Regions from separate parts of the Mus musculus genome. Here region 1 is linked to region 2. Evidence: chromatin contacts called from public Hi-C data. All regions are on one chromosome and are shown on one strand. The core of a region is the stretch at or near the end of the contact, and the rest is flanking DNA. Distances in the headings are between cores, read along the strand shown.

Region 1 (2,700 bases), core at 107-2,606, 1.3 Mb before region 2:
GTAAAAGTATTAGCTTTGAAGTTAAAGCCTGCATTTCCACCACACCCACGCATGCACGCACCACTTGCAGCTGGGCTGCCCACGGGACAGTGGCCTCCACCGACATCACAGGCACCAGGAGAAGGGACAAAAATCAGAATGTCACCCAAGGGAGTAGGCAGTATAACTTTCTTCTTATATGTAGGTTTAAAATACACTCACATCTCTCTCTTTCTTTTTTTTTTTCTTTTGTTTTTTTCGAGACAGGGTTTCTCTGTGTAGTCCTGGCTGTCCTGGAACTCACTTTGTAGGCTGGCCTTGAACTCAGAAATCCGACTGCCTCTGCCTCCCGAGTGCTGGGATTAAAGGCGTGCGCCACCACACCCGGCCACTCACATCTCTTGCCATTGGGCATGTATACATATGTGTATGTGTTCTGAATTAATATGTGCATGTCTGGGGGTCAGGAGAAGGCCTTGGATTCCCAGAAGCTGTAGTTATAGGTGGTTGTGAGCCATACCATGTGTTTGCTGGTAGCAGTTGGTCCTCTGTGGAAGGTGACAAAGGTTCTTAACTGCTGAGCCATCTCTCTCCAGTGCCAACCCCGCCCCCTATTATTTCTCTTTTTCTCTTAGCTGACTGGTGTGGTTCCGAGAAGTCTCCACAAGCATCCAGGCAATGGGTGTGTTAGGGGAATTTCTCTTTACCCTTTCCCTTTCCCAGCTCAGAGTGGCTACTTCTGGAAAGGTGGTTCACATTGCCTTAGAGAGTGGTCCCCTCTTCTCCCAGTATCCCCTGAGGTTGGGTTAAAACAGCACGGATATTCTAGGACATCTATCGAAAGTTCTCCATACATGGTCGTCCAAAGTCTGCTTCCATGGATTTCTCTTTAAAATTTGAAGCCCAGACCAGCCTAGCCCTGGATCAGCATGAAGACCCAAAGGCGAGTAACCCCAGACTGAGAAGTCTCAACAGGAAGAAATATGGGTGACGTGGAGAGGGGTACAGGGTGGCCAGTTTAGAAGCAGCTATAAGGTAACCGAAGCGGCTCAGAACAAGGACCCTCGAGGGGAGTGGGAGCTACGGAGTATCCTGGAGAATGTGAGAGAGGAATCGGGAGCTGGGGACCTAGAGGAGAGGCTCGGTATACAGCAAAATGGGGGCCACCAGGAAGAGACTGCAGTGAAAATTTTGGAGGAGCGGGGCCAGCGGTACCTGATCGGTGAATAGCATTTGCGATGGCTGCATCCCAGACAGAATGGTCCCATCCCAGCTCTGGGCCCCAGGCGCTGGGGTTGCATTTTCTGTGAGCAGGCTATGGAAGACCCCCAGAAGTGAAACTGACCTCCCGGGCCAAGTGAATGCAGGCCCCACCTTCTTCCTGCATCAGCTCCCGGAATGGGAGGGCTCTAGGCGATCAAGCCCAGAAGGCTCCTGCCCACCTCTTTGTCCCTTGGCTTGGCAGAGACCTGCTCCTCTGTACAGCGGCCCGCGGGGATCGCAAAGAGAAAGGGAAACTAACTGATGGTAGAGAGAAGCTGATGCCGACCGCGGTGAGGGTAGGACAGACGCCCCAAGGGTGGCCCCAGGCGTCTCCATCCAACCTGCCTAGACCATCCTGTGCCGAGCTTGCAGCCAAAGCTGCCAGTTGAACCAAGGGTTTGACTCTGTAGGTGTTAAGGAGTGGGGACCCTTACATTTTCTCCCTTCGGCTTAGGAGGGGAGGGGACAGCCTGGCTTCGCATTTCTAATTGTGGCTTGGATTTTGGCACCCTTCACCTCTAATTTCCCAACTGCCCCAGGTGTGGAGCTAGACTGAGATCAACGGGGAGCACAAAAATGGATCATTGATGGCTCCGAATCAGCCAGCAGCAGGTGGCCGAGCTGGTATCAGAGCCCGTCATCCAAGCTTGTTTCCCTGCAGATGAGGGAGACCGAAATGAGTTTACTGTTCTCACAGACCTGTGTCTCTCGAGGGCAGTAGCGTGGACCAGTCAAATGTAGCAAGTGCACGCTTCTGGTTATTGAGGTTCAGCTAGCGTTCTTTGGAGGAGTGAATGCACACGGAGTCAAGTAATCTTCCAGTGGTTTGGGATACACGTGTGCAGGTATACACGGTGCTCTCCACAGAGGCTCTGGGCACAGTAGCCAGTTCCTGTAGGGCGAGCGTGTCACAGCGCCCCCATCTGGTGGAAGGCTATCCTTATTTCTTTACAAAGCCAAACTTGTTGAACTTGGTGGGGGAGGGAGTGTGTGTAGTTTTCTACTGTCTTGGAAAACAAATGGACACAATATAACAGCACTAATGGGAAATAATACTTCAGTCGGAAGTAGACACATATAAAAAGAAAATATAACAAAAGTAGATCCAGAAAATGCACCAAACTCAGATCCAAAGGAGGACATAGTGCTAATAATACCAGCCCTGCAGCCAAGATATTCTGTCTCTTTCTTAATGTGGCCTTTGATGATTTATTTAACATCCTGAGTCTAATATTCTTCATCTATAAATGGGCATTTTAAAAAAGCTACCTTATTGGGATGCTGGCAAGATAAAATGTGGTTTATGTAAGAAACTTAGCAAGTGCCCAAACTGTTATAAGAAATGAATGAAAGAAATAGCGCCAGTCACTGTATTTATTTCTTTATTACATGTATTTGTATGAGTGTTTGTTTGCACCTATGTGTATATACCATTCAAAAGAGGGCACCAGGTCCCTG
Region 2 (2,700 bases), core at 181-2,680:
CTCTTCTTATATTATGTCCTGTCAAAGCCCCCTGTATCCCGACCATAAATAAATGGCTGTTGAAAGAGTCTGAGGGAGCCAGGTGCAGTGGTGGTGCACACCTTTAATCCCAGCACTTGGGAGGCAGAGGCAGGCAGGTCTCTGTGAGTTTGAGGCCAACCTGGTCTACAGAGCTAGTTCCAGGACAGTCAAGGCTACATGGAGAAACACTGTCTCCAAAAATCTAAAAATAAAGGGGGTGGGGATAAGAAAGAGAGAGAGAGAGAGAGAGAGAGAGAGAGAGAGAGAGAGAGAGAGAGAGAGAACAAACAAAAGAAAGGAAGGAAGGAAGAACCTGATCGGTTTCTGGAATACAGAACAAGGCATAGCATCTGGAGAATACCCAGCACCAGTGAGCAGGGCTCAGCACCAGTGGGCGGGGCTCAGCACCAGTGGGCGGGGCTCAGCACCAGTGGGCGGGGCCCAGTGCTGGTGGGTGGGGCCTGGCTGTTAAGGGTTAGGTATCATTTGGAGAATCTGTCACTCTGAACCAGTCATATAGACCTGGGGATCCAGACAGCCAGCAGCTGCAGTCCCTCAGAGCCCAGAACTCCAAGAGAACTCTCTGAGGGTACAGGGACATGGCTCCACCCACAGCCCTGCTCTCTGCTCCCTGAGAACCACACCAGCCTGTCCCTCCCATTTCCTTTTTCTCTGTCCCTCAGACCCACCGCCCTGGTTACTGAGTGAACAGGGCCTACTGTGCCAGGGCCTCATTGAATGAATGTTACTCCTTCAGGCAGTGTCCCCAGCCTCCATCAAACGTCACCAGACCCCAGGAGCTAAGAAGACTCTGTAGGGCCCTCACAGGGTCTAGGCAGGTGTCACCACCAACAATATCCACCTTCATCAGAAGTCATTCTTCCCAGGTCCCTTATGGGGGGCCTTCCCTCCTGAAAACTCTTCCTTGGAACTCCCAAGAACTCTGCTGAGCCGCGTCGGCCTGAGCACTCCCAATTCCTTCTTCCCTCGTCCTTGATCTCCTGTTTTATCTATCTTTTATCTCGTTTGTCATCATCCACCTCATAGTGCAGAGCCCAGGAGGTAAGCAACCACTCAGATGCCTGTGGGACCCCGAGGCCTGGAGTCTAGCCCGGTGCCTACCTCTGCACATGGAGTTTGAGGTTTTCTTTCCTGGCCTTCTGGGCACGGCTGCCCTTGATTCCCTGTTCTGCCGGAGGAAAGGACTGAGGCCCGTGGCTGGGACCTATCGCTTACCTGTGTGACACACATCCATTCTGAAGCCCAGGGGAAAGGTGGCCCAGCTGCTTGCCTTGCCAGCTCAGCTGCTGCTCTGGTGGGTAGCCAAGAGGACCAGTCATGGCCCCTTCCTGCCTGCCCCGCCCAGACCCTGTGGGAGGAAGTCAGCCCTGGCCACAGGGGTCTGTGCGCAGGCTCCTGACACAGAGCGCACTTCCTAAAGGCAGTTGAGTTTCACCAGTTAGCTCAGACCCTGGCATCTGAGTACTTGGAAAGTGGGGAAGCAGAAGGAAGACAGAGCTAGGGCAGGGGAGTGGGGGTGGGTGGATAAAGACAAACAGACAGACAGACAGACAGGTGGATTATGGGCCCCCACAAGCTCAGTCACAGGGGAAGAAGGTCCTAACGATGGACCTTCTCTGGGGGGCGCGGGTCTTTACCCAGCAACCTCTTTAAATATAAGCCAAAAGATTTCCCAGCTTCTAGGGTCCTCTCTGAACTCCCCTGAATCAAATCTCATTGGAGAAAAGACAAGTCATTCAGGGATGGGGGAGGGGCTTTGCTTTTTTTTTTTTTTTTAAAGAAATGCCCCCCCCCCCCCCCACGTCTCACAAAGTGTCTAATTTCCCTCTCTCCCCGGGCCGCTAGGAAACTCACCATCAAATCTGTACAATCCTTCCATGTGACTTTGTGGCCAGATCCAGTTGTTTGACCCTCAGCATCTCCACTCAGGCAGGTGTCACCACCAACAGGGTGCATGTGACTTCGGGCTAGTCAACCTATTACACCGAGTCTCATTTGGCTTGCGTCCGAAGAGAGTATGCACACTCAACCTTGGGAATGTAGAAAGAGCAGTGTAAGATTCTTGGAATGTAGTAGGTGTTCAAAAAATGATTTTCCTTTAGGCTTTAACTGCCCCCCCCCCAGCTGCCCCATTGTTGACTGCTTTGTTTCTCAGGCCTTTTCTGGTGAGTTGGTTCAGATCCTGCAGAGAAAAAGGGATGGCTGACAGAAACTTCAGTCAGAGGAGCGCTTACTCTTTGGAATTCAGGGCACATCCTGGCTCACTGATCTGTTTCCAATCTATTTAGAAGTCCAGTGAGGGCAAGGTCACATTTGTGTCCTAGTCTCTCGTAAAATGTGAGGAGAAAGGAGTGTTCAAGTGAGGATGAACTAATGAATGAGTGAATGAATGAATACACCCAGGGAAGATAGGCATGTAGTTCCTTCCTTGAGTGATGCAGACATTTCCGGCCTGGAGGTATAGGCCTGTCATCCTGGCTTCTTGGGAGACTGAGGCAGGAGGATTAAAAATTCAAGCCTGATCCAGTGAAAACCTGTCTTAAAATAAGAAACAAGAAGAGGGTTGGGGACATAGCTCATGGGTAGAGAGCTTGTCTAGCATAGCCAAGGCCCTGCACATGCACACGCACACACAGAAGTGGGGTGTGCCCCCCCCCC

What was found. A called contact is a pair of places that touch in the nucleus more often than the background predicts.
Region 1: a Hi-C map of B cells shows a contact between it and region 2, with 8 read pairs. The contact joins the promoter of Apobec3 here to the promoter of Cyth4 in region 2. A contact is called at or near these places in 1 of 39 promoter capture datasets (liver) and 1 of 484 Hi-C or Micro-C datasets (B cells).

Annotation. Positions count from the first base shown.
Region 1 is chr15:79,891,064-79,893,763 of GRCm38.p6, reverse strand. Apobec3 (apolipoprotein B mRNA editing enzyme, catalytic polypeptide 3) reads right to left here and starts at 1,356. Exons shown (of 8, transcript NM_030255.3): 1 at 1,195-1,356. The coding sequence starts at 1,247. It overlaps D730005E14Rik (RIKEN cDNA D730005E14 gene), which reads left to right and starts at 626. Exons shown (of 1, transcript NR_030675.1): 1 at 626-2,700.
Region 2 is chr15:78,595,777-78,598,476 of GRCm38.p6, reverse strand. Cyth4 (cytohesin 4) reads right to left here and starts at 1,430. Exons shown (of 13, transcript NM_028195.3): 1 at 1,258-1,430. The coding sequence starts at 1,276.